Linked DNA regions of Triticum aestivum: region 2 is linked to region 1. Evidence: chromatin contacts called from public Hi-C data. All regions are on one chromosome and are shown on one strand. The core of a region is the stretch at or near the end of the contact, and the rest is flanking DNA. Distances in the headings are between cores, read along the strand shown. Region 1 holds the start of LOC123189295. Region 2 holds the start of LOC123189297 (chloride channel protein CLC-c).

Region 1 (6,847 bases), core at 1,533-4,032:
AGGTATATCAAGTTATCAACAATCTGGGATCTTGATATGTTAACAAGTGTGGAAGGTTGTTGAAAAGAAAATCCTGGAGGTTGCATTATTGTGATGAAAATTGTAGGTGCCCCTTGTTTGTGATGTAATCCTGTTAATATGTCTACCAGGCCGTGCTTATGACTAAATGTGGGCCCTGAGTCATAGCCTTATGTGGTCAGAAGAGCACTTTAAACCACTGCAATCCAGAAGTTCTATAAATCTCATGTTAACGTACCATTTGTAATTCCGGTTTGTCCAATGGTATTGCAGCCCAATCCTTTGCAACAATCCACTATCCTTCAACTTGCTAAATTCACCTTCAGATGGAAAAGTTATATGCAGTGATGACACATTCAGCTGAAATGCAGCAGAAAACAAAAGATTGTCAATTCGTCCAGTGGATCGGAGGGTTTCCACCTATTTAAGAGTCACAGAAGCTATCCATGAAATAAAAAAATGTATAGGCAAATTACATGCTATTATAACATTGTATACCCCAAAATCGAAATTAGCAAACACCATGAAGATTCAGCAGGTCTAAAGAGACTCTGACTATAAAACTCTCATTCACTTATCTCTGTTAGACAATTCAATAAAGACAAAGCATCGATTTCGAAACATTAGCTGCAAGAAGACAACAGAGCCTTCCAATTCAGTGAACTAAACCTGGTGGCTTGTTGTATTCATTGGAAATGACAACAAAATTAGAGTAAATGAAAAGACAACTGATTCATAAATTGATGAGTAATGATTCCTATTGAATATCAAAATGTCATATTGCCATTGCCATATGAAGCAAAGCACAACCATACAATAGCATTTTGTAACTTTTGCTACAATTATTCGGCAGCCAAGAGACTGTTAACAATATATTGCTAGAATTCTGACTTCACTACCTTGGTAGCCAAATTCTTCAAAGCTTTTACTAAAGCATCAAAAACTTGATCCCGGTAGGATGTATTCCGAAGTAATATTCTTTGACCAGTTACTGGAGTAAAAGGGACACAAGACTGCAACTTTGGATAGTATTCAAGTCCATAGCTGTGGTAAGCTTCCGCCCATGACTGATCGAATACAAACTCACCCCTAGAATGGCTGCAAATGCACATTGTGGTTGTTCAGCCAATGAACGAGATGAAGGGAAGTGTACAGAAATTAGGGAAACGGTAGTGATATTGTGTTAATGATGTTAAACCTTTTAAGGTAAAGCGGAATAACACCTAAAATATTTTCGTTCTTGTCCCGTGCAACAACATGCAGGGGTAACCACCCTGTTTCCTGAAATGAGTACAGGACATGACAGTTTCAAGGAGGCTCATAACAATTATAAATTGTAGGGCCCATGCTTATTGGGATAGAACAAAAGTTAGAGATATTAGGTATTGAAATTTCTGGGAGTATATTAACACGACTAAATGAACCATGAAATGAGTATAAAGTCTGATAGTGGGTGTACGGAATCAAGAAATGGTGCTTTATATGCTCACCTTCACCGCAGAACCCGATTCCTCTAAGCTTGAGAGAAATGCATGTGTAAGAAAAGGATTAAACTTTTCAGGCTCAACTGAATCAACTGCACATGCATCCCACTCTGCCGGAGGTATGTCCATGATAGAAGAGACAACAGAAATCGATACCTCGCGTGGCTTTGTGTCCACCTAAAATCAAGAAATCGTTAAGAAAGCCATGAATCAGGCGCACAAGTCCTGGAAAAAGAGTTGACTCAAGAAAAACAGAAACACCTCTGAGGCTGACCCTGTGAGAGTGTACGATTCAGCAGAAGGGATCAATTCACGAGTCCTCGAATATCTATCTCCCTTGATCCACCCAAAAAGTGCAGTAACTTTTAAGCGTGAAGCCGAGCTTGGGGAGCCCATGTTGGAAGGTGAATACTCCTGCAAATCATTGTGGATGAAATGAATAAGCAAAGGCTTGGGAACAGAATTTGGCACAAAATAAGAAACATCACACTGGACAAGAATTACACAAATTCCAGAATGGATATCATTTGTAGACGGATCGGAGTGTATAGGAGTACATGATTCATTTCTCTAATGTTTAATAGAACACCGTGTTCATAAGGGTGTAGATACTTAAATCGGAAACAGTCATCATATCGGTATTGGTTTTATGTATATATATATATATATAATGTGACAGGAACAACTCTCTAACTGCCAGTTTCACCGCGCTTATTATCACACAAACCAAATCCTACTAGCCTCAAGCCTACACGTAATGGTCCTGTCCACTCACTTTAAGTGGAGCCAATCCAAGAGCAACCGATTCCCTAATGTTACTGACTCGACAACGGTAGTCAAACTCTGCTGGACTAGCTGGATCGCTCCAAGAGGATTTGACATTCCACAATCGAAGCACAGAATTCCGCCATCAAAGCGCGGAAATTATTAGGCCGACACACCAAATCAGAAGGCGCAGATACGGGCCTAAACAATTTCGGCCGGGGGGCGCCACGGGAGCGACGGGAGTGGGCACTCACGTGACGGCGGGGACGGCGGCGAGGGGCGGAGGCGAGGACGGTGGGGGACGGGCGCCGCATCGCCACCGCCGGCGAGGCCATCGCTGCCTGCCTCCGACTGCTCGGAGCTCCGCGGAGGCGTGCACAGTTTCGGGGGAGGGAGCGAGCAGTGGGAGTGTCTCACTGACACCTGGGCCCAGTACGCAGGGTTTCTGTATGGCATCGACCGGACGGCGGCCACAGAGCGTGTCGTAAAATCTGTAGCCACGTGGCAAATTCCTGAACAATGAACCGCTGTGCCTCCCGTTTTATCTTCTCTTCGTTTTTTCCCTCTCAATTCCTTTCGTAAAGATTACTTTACAGTCCCTCTAAAGGTGACGTCAATTTAGGACTTTATTTTGCCAGAAAATTACGGAGGCGATGTCACGATATTGGTAGAGTGACAAGGAAAACCAAAAGCAAATACACTGGTTTGCCTAGTGAAAAATGAATGTGACTAAAGAAAAGAGTTATGCGGTTTTGTACTTTAATAGGACCCTACTAGTACTGGGAAACAAGTTTGGCGTCCTATCGAGAATAACCCATTTTTATTGCAAAAAAAACTCATTTTTGTATGTCAGAGTTCTACACCCTATATATTTCCAGATGGTAAATTTTGATGCAACCTTGACAAACAGCTCATTTTATATTTGGCACAACATATGATATGAAATTCAAACCTTCAGAAAAGGCTACATGTGAATTATGGAAGGTAGAAGATGGCGAAAATATACATATATGTTATATCCTTCGATCCCCTCGAGCAATTCAAGGAAAAGTCATGGCGAAAATATACTCACCAAAGCCCACGAACTGATTTACCCTTACACTAGAAGGTGGATAGAGGAAAGAATAGAAGTGAGAGGAGACTCCCTAGTAAAAATCAATTAGCACGACGTTGGATTTCATGAACGGCGCAGCAACAGCTGTCGCCAACGATCTTTGGTCCCCTCGCCTCCGGCTGCCATCTTAGCGCTGCGAGCTAGGGGGACTTCACATCTTCAAGATTTTTATGTTCCTCTTCAACATCTAGTGATTTTTGTATTTTGTAAGAATAAAAGTACTGTCATTCTTTTTTGGCGGTGTTATGAAGTTAGAGTTTTTTGTCCTCGCACATCCGATTATTCGGATCTGATGTGTTTATGTTGGTGTGTCAAGCTTTTTTAGTTGGTTTGACTAGAACAATGCCCGTGCGTTGCAACGGGATATAAATATTCTAATACGTTAACTTGTGATTTACCTGTCAATAATAATGCGATTGTGTAAATAAATGTTCATCAAATTCTGACGATGAATTACCTTATATTTTGATTAAAAGTTTGATAAGTAAATTAAAGTGAAATTGGTTCAAAAGGTAAGTAAATTAAGGTTCAGAAGGTAAGTAAATTAAAGTGGAATTGGTTCAGAAGGTTCTGAACCAATTGCTAGGCCTCCAAGGTATCCACCCGTACGAGGAGTAGCGTCGGGCTGCGGACTGCTAGGTCTGGTTGCAAGGCATAGGGGCATTGGGAGTGGCGGCGGTTGTGGTAGGGAGAAAAATATCAAACATAAAAGGTGCACCTCACTCCCCTTTATATACACCTCCGACGCAGGCTCGACACTTGGCCCACTAGGAGTCCACACCAATTTCCACTCGGATCCAATCTGAATGGGCTCCTGCCTAGTGTGCAACATTTTTCCAAACCGTGTTGCTCACGAGTTAGGTAGTATGGTTAGGGTTTGTGGACGAAGAATCCTCCCCGGTTTATTACCGGTTGGTTTTTGAATGATGTGTCCTTTTTCTTAACTTAAATGATGTACCCTAGTTTGCCCCATTCCTAATGCAGTGCATATAGATTTTTTGAGAAGTCAACTTTGCAAATTTTGATAAAGTTTACAGAGAAAACTATTTATATCTATAATACCAAAAAAAATAAAAATAGAACTACATCTTATGACGAATCTAATGACATATGTTTGGCTTTCTACATGTAATTGTTTTCCTCCACAAACTTGGTCAAAGTTTGTGAGGTTTGAGTTTTCAAAAAATCTATATGCATTACATTATGGAACGGAGGAAGTGCGAAATAAAGCTAAGCCATGATGACATTTCCTAAAAGAACCTAAGTTTTTTTTTTTGCTTTCTTCTTCTTTCACTTCTTTTCTTCTCCTCTTATTTTTTATTGCACTGCACATGATCCAATGCAATGTTTTGCATAGGGCAAAAGATAGAAAAAACTGCCAAGCGAAATTCTGAGGCATTCAAATCATAGAGTAATCAGGAGCCTTGGTTGCAGCAGTAAGCAAAAATAACAGTACATTGTGGCCTTGATTGTCATCCTGTATATAGTTACATACAATTATGCATCTCTTGTCAGGTGGCTACACAATAACATTAGTATCTGTAAAACTTGTTACATTCAAGATACAACAAAAAAGGAGACCCATACGGACTAGCCCCTACGACAATTTATTAAGAAAAACTAAAATCAGGCACGCACCCTGCGGAACACAAGGCTCGGACGATGGTGAAAGGCTGGGCGCGCAGCTGGTAGCGCATCACTAGCCAACTGGTCGACGCCTAGTTCCCACATTCAAGATACACGAACTACAAGTTGCCCAAGTTTCTACGTTCTATTTCGTTGACAGCACATTTCACAGAAATTTATTTGCCGAACAACGGAACTTGATGGAATGGTTTCAGTCTTGCACAGGTTTACCCGCGGCGAAATTTAGGGCGGACAGAGAAAACACCAGGCCTCAGCTCCTCAAATCGGTACCCATTTTCAATAAGGAAGCCCCTGACTGCAGCAGGCAGTGAAGCCTGTCCTTTGCTGTGCCTGCCAATCCCTGTAAGATGCAAAACAATAAGATCTCGCTTAATCTGGTGTTGCTTACACAAGGTACGGCTACAAAAGAGTAGTGATGCCCTCATGTGGCAGTGATTGCGGTAACAAGAAGTTTCGAGTAATTAACAAATAAGTTAATAGAGGGCAATATATTACCTGTGATCACCTCTAAGACAGACTGTCTAGGGCGAAGAAACACCACCACTTTCTCTGCTGCCACCTCATTTGGGACAGCAATTGTGGGTTCAGACTTATCTAATTCATCAGTTGAAGTTGGATTATTCCCTGGTGGCTGGAACTCTAACATGTGAAGATGCCTCTCCAATGCAGTTACAGCCTCTGATGCATGTAGACCATGCATGTCTATCTTCCAAATGTTATTGTTGCTGTTCCTGAGATGAAATATTTCTTCTGCTGCCTTATTATTTAACTTTTCAGCAGCCAACCACTCTTCTTGAGCTCTGAGGGAGAGTTCCTTGGCAGCAGCATGGTCACCTCTGAAGAATGCATTGCTGGCAGCCTGAGAATGCTTTGTGGCAGCCCTATGACCAAAAGGAAACACAATGGGTCAGTTTCACACGAAAAGACTCAACGTCAGGAGTGCGGCACATTCAAGGGGTCAAAGTTAGCTAATCTTGTCTCTCAGATTCTGACCATCATGCTGATGCAAGACATGAGTTACAGAAGTATGTTGCTACGAAAGTTTGCATTTATTCGACCTACATTTGTCTGGGTTTGCATGAATGCAGCCTACTCTGATATGCATAAGCTAGTGAAACCCATAACATAAATAAGGGTTTGCAATATACCTCATCATCTTCAATGCATCTTTCCGGTGGTTTAAGTAATCATCATCAAACTCTTCTAATTCAGGCTCCTGGGGTATAGAGATTAAATTCATTTGCGGTGGCAACAGTTGTGATTCATTTGAATGTTTATTCTCTGCTATAGTGTTTCCTGACACTGAACCATGTGCTTTATTCATCTCAAAAGGAGGTTGACCAGTTGTTCTATCCCCCCTTGGCATAAAGTCAGGAGCGACCATGGATTTCAGCAAAACAGATGCCTGGCCAACATCATTATCCACGCCAGCCAATATGTCCTCAATTAAATTACTGTCGGCCCAACTATGAGCATCCTTCAGGAGCTTAATTTTGTTACCAGATGCAGAGTTTACACCAGAATTTGTTCTCACCATGTGATCAGTCAAATGCCTATTTCCGTTTTCATTACCAACAACTGCAAATTCAACAGGGGGGCGAATCACTGATGCAAAAGGCTTTGCCTTTGGCATATTATTATTTCCTATAGCTGAGCTGCTGGCAGAACTGGAGCCTCTAGAACCCGAGAGAGCAGGAAATGAGTTGACATCAACATCATCGCCTGCATCAGCTGTGCCACGCAACCTGCGATCGAAAGCAGCCCACCCCGAATTGGAGATCTTCGGCCTATACATGTTTACAGTTGACAGCCTTCTTGA
Region 2 (6,847 bases), core at 1,798-4,297, 610 kb before region 1:
GCGGACTTCTTCCCCTTCCCCTGCACCGCCGCCTTCTTCGCGCGCTCCAGAGCCGACGTCTTCTCCTTCACCATCGTCGTCGGTGAAGCTCGAACAGACCTACGGCACCAAGGTGGGAGCGGAGGTGGCGGAGGATCTTGTGAAGGAAGGGGGAAAAGTGAAGGCGCACTGTTCGGGGGTCCCGAGCCGACAGCTTATAAGAGGTCGCTTCCGAGTGGCTGACTGTAGGCCCAGGCAATCCCGTCAAATCCCGCAACAGGCGCGCACGCGGTACGTGGAGAAAAAGGTGGCGCGGGGATCGAGGAGCTTCCGTCCTATCCCATCCGATTACTGCGGCCGCCCCCGTCCCGCGCGCTTCCCGAAATTCAAATCCCGCAGAATCCGCGGGCCGCAGAACAACTCGTCAAACAGAAGATCCCTTTCACACCGTCACTCGGAACTTCACAAGTAAAGAAATTCACTCGACAAGAGGCCAAGAATGGATCAAGGCGACTGAAAGAAGTTGATGACGTCATCCATGAAAATTGATCCAAAACAAGACGTTCATATAACACGAAGAACCAGTCGGAAAGATACCCAACTCCTTCCCCACTCGAACCTCGATCCATTCGGGGGCTAATGATGAAGCTATGTACCTAGGATAGGGGCATGGACCTGTCCTAAGTACCCTACCCAAGGACATCCCTAGAAGAAGTCACCTTTCAATCGACTTGGAGGTATCCCACTCGACAGATTCAAGACACTCGACCACGAAGCAATCACTTGACCAAATTCCAACCACTCGACTGCCAGGGGATCTAAAGTCACCCTGCCCGCAAACGGTCGGTCATTAAGTAGCTTTTATGGTCATCATAGCACTTTATTAGGGGCGTTACCAGTAACCCCCAATCTTAATGTACTTTAAACCTTGCATTACTGAGGGCTGGAGGGGCCTGGCGAACTCTATATAAGCCACCCCCCTCCTCAGTATCAAGGGTTGGCACCCCTGTTATTCATACACACATAATTCAGTCGACCGCCTCCGGGCACCGAGACGTAGGGCTGTTACTTCCTCCGAGAAGGGCCTGAACTCGTAATCCTCCTGTGCTTACAACTCCTCCATAGCTAAGATCTAGCCTCTCCATACATACCCCCCTACATCACTGTCAGAGTTAGAACCACGACGACGCCTTTCACCATTTGCAACAGAGGTCTCGTTGCAGAAATCTTTACAACACATGTCTTGTTACAGAAAACTTTTGCAATGAAGGTCTTGTTGCAGAAAAACTTTACAACAATGGTAATGTTGTAGATTTTTCTTAATCTTCGCCTTCATATGATGTTACGGAAGAAATGTTTTACAACATGATTGATGTTCCAGAAAATCTTTCAACAGAGAGGAAGTTGCAAAAAAAGCGTGTTCGCCGCGAGCTCTACTAGATGGTGGTGACGGAGGATCAACACCGCACGTCCCCGCCCTTGCGCCGCCGTCTCTGTTGGAAAAGGCAGTGCCTAGGAGGCGCTTAGGCACGCCTAGGCGCTAGGGAATGGCCAAATGCCTCGCCTAGGGCATAAATGGAGCTCTAGGCAGGGCAAGCAAGGAATTACCTACCCAAGCAAGAAATCATGCCACATACAATGCTGATATGGCAAACGGGTTATATTCTAATGACATTAGACGGTAATTAACTTATTTATATGCCCTAAACTAATATCAACACCCATATAATAATCACAAAAAACACTACGAGTAAAAACTATATTACTGCCTAGGCCGCACCTAGGACGCTTAGGCACCGCCTAGGCACTAGGCGAAGGCCAATCGCCTCGCTTACGCCTACCGCTTTTTCCTACCCCGCCGCCGACGGAGACTCGTCATTGTGAAGATCGCCTCCAACCCCGCTGGACCTCGCAGAGCCGAGCCCCCGCCGCTCGCGGACGTCCCCGCCTCCTGCCTGCACGGCGTCCTCGTCGGATCCGGCGAGAACCGGCCGGAACTCGCCGCCGTCGCCCTCCCAGATGCACGTGTCTCAGCCCCTGCCAGTCCTGGACGTCCCTACATGCCATCCTCGTCGGATCCGGTGAGATCCGGCCGGAATCCTCGTCGTTGCCACCCTCCCAGTCGCACGGTGTCCGCCACTACAGGATTTAACCCCTCTTTGGTGGCCAGTTGCGAACTCTCTTTTTCTGAAACAAAGGCTCAATTGCAGAAAACGTGAACACAAAAGGGCTTGCTTTCGACCCTATGATGAAGAGTCAATCTAAAGGACGCGGAGGCGACGGACGCTCGCACGAGATTGGTCGGCTGAAGGTAAGTTTTTCCCAAGTTCCTCTGGTCTCTGCATGAGGTAATGATATGACATTACGGCGACCGGTGCTTCTGGGATTACCTCGTAGCTCAGGCAAAGTAACATCGTGCGTTTCTCTGACCTTGTAGATCCCTCTGGCTGCTTTCTTTGAATCTTTATCTCTTGCTACAGAAGAGCCGTCCGTATCAAGGCTTAATTTGACAATGAGGCCGCCCCGTGATGCATGCAAACCATCCCATCGGGTTGATAATCAAGGAGGCCGCCCGGCCCGTGATGCACGACGTACCCATGACGACGATGCCCCGGCGCCGGTGGTCGGCAAGCACAGTCGTACTCCTATCTCAGAAACGATCAAGCCGACCAATCTACTCGTAGGCCGGAAGGAAAAGTACTGCAGATAATTATGAAGCCAGAAAAGAAGGAACAGCACCGACGAGAAACAGCGAAAGAGACCACAGACAGGTCAGGGCGCCGGTGCAGTCGATCACAGCCGTCGATCAGTCGTCCCACGCGTCCGTGCTGGCCGCGGGCCCCGGCGGCGCCACGAGGGACACGTTCCCGGGCAGCGCAGCAGGCCAGCAGCAGATCCCACGTCCGCGCCATGATTGGGAACACCGATGAGCCGGCCCCGGATAAAGCCGCGATCGAGTGCGTCGGAAGGGAAGGTATCCAACCTCTCATATATTTTTTCACTGAAACAATATACGATCTGCCATTTGATGCGCATATATTAAGCGAGGGAAACGGCGCGGCAGCCAATGGGCGCGGCTCTGGATCTCGCCATCGTCTCTAGCGTCTCTTTCTTTTATACCGCCACCTGACTTGTGACTTGTCCCGCCTTCTCTTCTTCTCCCTCCCTCCCTCCCTCCACTTTCTCCACGGGCTTCATTACGCCCCGCGCCTTCTTGTTGCGGGTCACGCACTCTTCCGTCTCCGCCAGCACAGAGGAGAAGCAGGGGAGAGGAGGAGCAGAGCAGGCGATTCTTCGCGGCGAAGGGGCGCCGAGTCGAACCAAGGCCGTCAGGTAATCTCGAGCTCCATCTCGGGCAGCACATGAGCCGCCTGTTGCGCTGCTTGTTAATTTGCATTCCATTCGTTCTCGTTTCCCGTCCAAACTTGCGGTTACTTCTTAGCACATGGATGGATGCTGATGGGGCGAGCATGCTCATGCCCGGACCATGCTCATTGATTCTCCAAGAGCAGTACGCTATGCCGATGCTGCTGGTAGTTTTTTTCTTCGAGTTATATGCTGGTAATCTTTTGAATTAGATAGGGCGATGGGTGTGGCCACAAGTGTTCTACGTACGTCATCTAAGAACTGCTAGTACTGCTTAATTTCTCCCAACAACAGAAATAACGGCAAACAAACACAAGGCCAAGCTCGATCCCGACGTGCCAGCCACACGGCGAGCCTCTCAGTTGTCCTCGTGCATCCCTTCATGGCCTCGGCGTGACGTGAAATTGTGATAGGAAAGCATACGGGGCACAAAATTTGAAAAGAAGTACAGGATGTAAAAATAAAAACTGAAAAAAATTATACGAATGTCCATGCAAAATCAAAGGAAGATAGTATAGACCAAGACCTGGCAAAAACTGAAAAGAAAACTACATGGTCTATTTTCTCTCTCTACAGGAGATATCTCAGCCATCATGGTCTAGAACTCGTTCTGCTGCTGCCTCTACTGCACATTGGTAGACTATACACGTTGCAACACGTACATTCAGCAAGTTACCTTAGTGCCCTTTTTGTAGCATTCTGTTGCCCTGCTCATTTGATTGAGCCTTGTCATCGAACTCTATATAACATCTACTATACCGAGCAGTGGATTAGCTGAGTTCGTATAGAAGTATTAAAAAGAGATAGTAGGATGTGATTACTCCTAGCTCTCTTTTGAGCGACTTTTCTTGTCCTCTTGTCCACATGTGGGAAGGATAAAGATGAAGGAGATGAACGAAACAGTCCGCTGATTGATCGATCCGGAAAGGCAACTGGAGGATCGAGTTAACAATGATGAGATGAGCCGTGAGTGGGCGGCAAAGCTGGCCGCGACGTGTGGACTCGAACCCTATTCTTCTCTTCCGGGCGTTGGAAAGAAAGATCTCGAACCCGATTCGTCCCGTTGAAGCGGGAATCCACCGCCTTTACACGTGCAACAGTAGTTGGGAGGCCGCTAGTGTATGGCTGCCAATTTGACCCTGTTTTTAGGACTCCTTAATTTAATTGAGAATGACAGGCGTGCGGCGGTGTGCAAGAATGGAACTCCATCCCTTTCGTGCTAACACGGGACGTAGAAAATGGCTTTTGCTTCTGTTAGGGGATGGCTAAGATGGACTCGTACGTGCGTGACGTTGTAATGGCAGTGAACAGTGATCTCAACCCATGTCGCCATAACTAGGTTACTTCCTCTCCTCGACTTGATTTCGGTTTGGCGCGAAACCAGTACAGACCCATACAAGAGACAGACAGCCGGCGTCTTTATCTGAATGAATAGTGGAGGAGTACCTCTCTCTCGCCTGCACCGGATATCACCGGCAAGCTAGGCGGGCCCACCAGCGCCCGTTGTTTTCTTCCCTACCGGCGGGCATCGTGAGCTTCACATATTTTCTCTTCTTTTCCGCCCGTTTATTACCTGCCAGAGAGAGCACCTGACAATTAGGCCAACTCCACCGCGCGACCCCAAACGGACGTCTGTTTTGTCCGGTTTTTGTCCATTTGGGTAGGGATTTGGGATCGTGTCCGGGCCTGTCCTGGGATGCGGTGGCCGTGCGCCCAGCGCGCGGCCGCATCCTTTTGCCTCATTCTGTCCGCGTCTATTTAAAAAAAAAGACGTTTCAAATGCCAAGCCCCAGTTCACGACCCGAGTTCATCACGCCGGCAACAAAGCCAGCGGCCTACACGACCATCACCGGCAACACAGCCAGCGGCCGGCAACACAGTCAGCCTTCAAAATGAATAGTTGTCCTCACCGGCAACACAGCCAGCGGCCGGCAACACAGCCGGCCTCCAAAATAAATGTTTTTTCGCCGGCACACTGCCAGCGGCCTGGGCGGCACCCATGCTAGCCTCCAAAAAAAATGGCCACGCCAATCGGACAACCTAGTTCAGGCCTTCGGCGTCGAGCATCTCCTTCTGCTTGGCCTCGAACCAGGCCCTCGTCTTGTCGCTCATCTTCGACAAGTCCACGCTCATGATCGCAAGGGCCACCTCCTTCGCTTTGGTGGCGGCATTGGTGGCCTCGATGTCGAGCTGCCTCTGCCTGGCCTTGACGTCGTCGGCCTCTTCATCGGGCACGTACTGGGCGCGGCCATCCTGACTTTGGATCTCATCAGGGTCGTAGGCACGGGCATGCCCACCCTGGAAGATCATGTTCTCCATGTACTGGTTGTAGAAGGGGTCGTCCACCGTCGGCGTTGAGGTTGGCATTTCGTCAAACAACACGCGGGGGGCCGGCATGGTGCCCGTGAATGGTGCACGCGCCTGCTTTCTTTGCATCTCGACGGAAGGCCGCCCGCCGCTGCTGGACCCAGGCGTCACGTTGAGGTCGATGACGGCCGCGGGGCGTGGTGTGGACGGCGCGAACAAGCCCACGTCCGGCGACGCCGAGAAACGGGTCTGGTCGTCGTGCCTGGGTGGAGGAAAACCGAGCGACATGGGCGCGGCGCGCGACGTCGGCGACTGGCAGTGCGTAGGCCGGGCGACCGACGAGCCTGTGCTCGTCGGGCCAACGGCCGCTGCATGGAACCCCGCCGAACGGCCCATGCCAAGCATGAGGATGGCGTGCGCTTTGTTGACGAGGTCTTCCTTCTCGTCAGCAGCGGCCTTGCGCCGCGCGGCCTCCAGCTCCTCGCGCTGGGCGGCGAACTTGGCCGCGGCGGCATTCATCTTGAGGGCCGCTCTCCGTTCCCTCCTCTTCGCCGATTCCGCGTCCAACTTGGCGATCTCCTCCGGCGTGTACTCCAACCGCGGCTTCCTTGGCACCTTTTTTTCACCTTTGCGGTCGGGTCGACGGCCAAGCCGCCGGAACTCGGCGGGGCGTCGGCCATGGACGGGGGAGAGAAGGGGGGGGGAGGGACGTGGGAGGGTTTAGGGAAAATGGTGCCAAATGGCCGTCGGGGGGTTTTTGGTTTCTCCCACCGACAAGCGGGCCAGGGAAGGACAAGCGCGTGCGTCCCGTCCGTTCGCGCGCTGTCCGTTTCACCCCAAAACCGGCGCAAGTTTGGGCCGGGGATGGGTCGAAAGCGGACACAAAGCGGACAAAAGTCCGTTTGCTCCCGCACGCTGGGCCGTTTTTTTATCCTTTTTACCTTAAAAGGACGAGGCCGGATAGAATAGGGTCGCGCGGTGGAGTTCGCCAGCGGCCGAGGTACGGGTAGGTCGTGAGAAATCATGCGGCGCACGCACGTGAACGGCTCCCCCGCCATTTCCGTCGGGTCGCCGCGACAGCAGCGTCGCTCGCTGGCCGTGGCCGGCCAAATTTCCGTAGGCCGGCGTGCGCGTGCCAGGGCCCAGGGCCCAGGGCCGCCCATAAAAGGCGCAGCGCTTGTCCGCTGGCCCTCGC

The links. A called contact is a pair of places that touch in the nucleus more often than the background predicts.
Region 2: a Hi-C map of leaf shows a contact between it and region 1, with 8 times the contacts expected there. The contact joins the promoter of LOC123189297 here to the promoter of LOC123189295 in region 1. A contact is called at or near these places in 3 of 5 Hi-C or Micro-C datasets (all in leaf) and 1 of 1 datasets of contacts at active chromatin or transcription factors (leaf).

Annotation. Positions count from the first base shown.
Region 1 is chr2A:536,717,745-536,724,591 of IWGSC CS RefSeq v2.1, reverse strand. LOC123189295 reads right to left here and starts at 2,782. Exons shown (of 12, transcript XM_044601684.1): 1 at 2,522-2,782; 2 at 1,764-1,916; 3 at 1,509-1,679; 4 at 1,217-1,299; 5 at 918-1,116; 6 at 257-378. The coding sequence starts at 2,602. LOC123189294 reads right to left here. Exons shown (of 4, transcript XM_044601683.1): 2 at 6,177-6,847; 3 at 5,524-5,909; 4 at 4,819-5,368. The coding sequence starts at 6,823. The coding sequence ends at 5,235.
Region 2 is chr2A:537,327,510-537,334,356 of IWGSC CS RefSeq v2.1, reverse strand. It overlaps LOC123189297 (chloride channel protein CLC-c), which reads left to right and starts at 3,047. Exons shown (of 8, transcript XM_044601686.1): 1 at 3,047-3,312.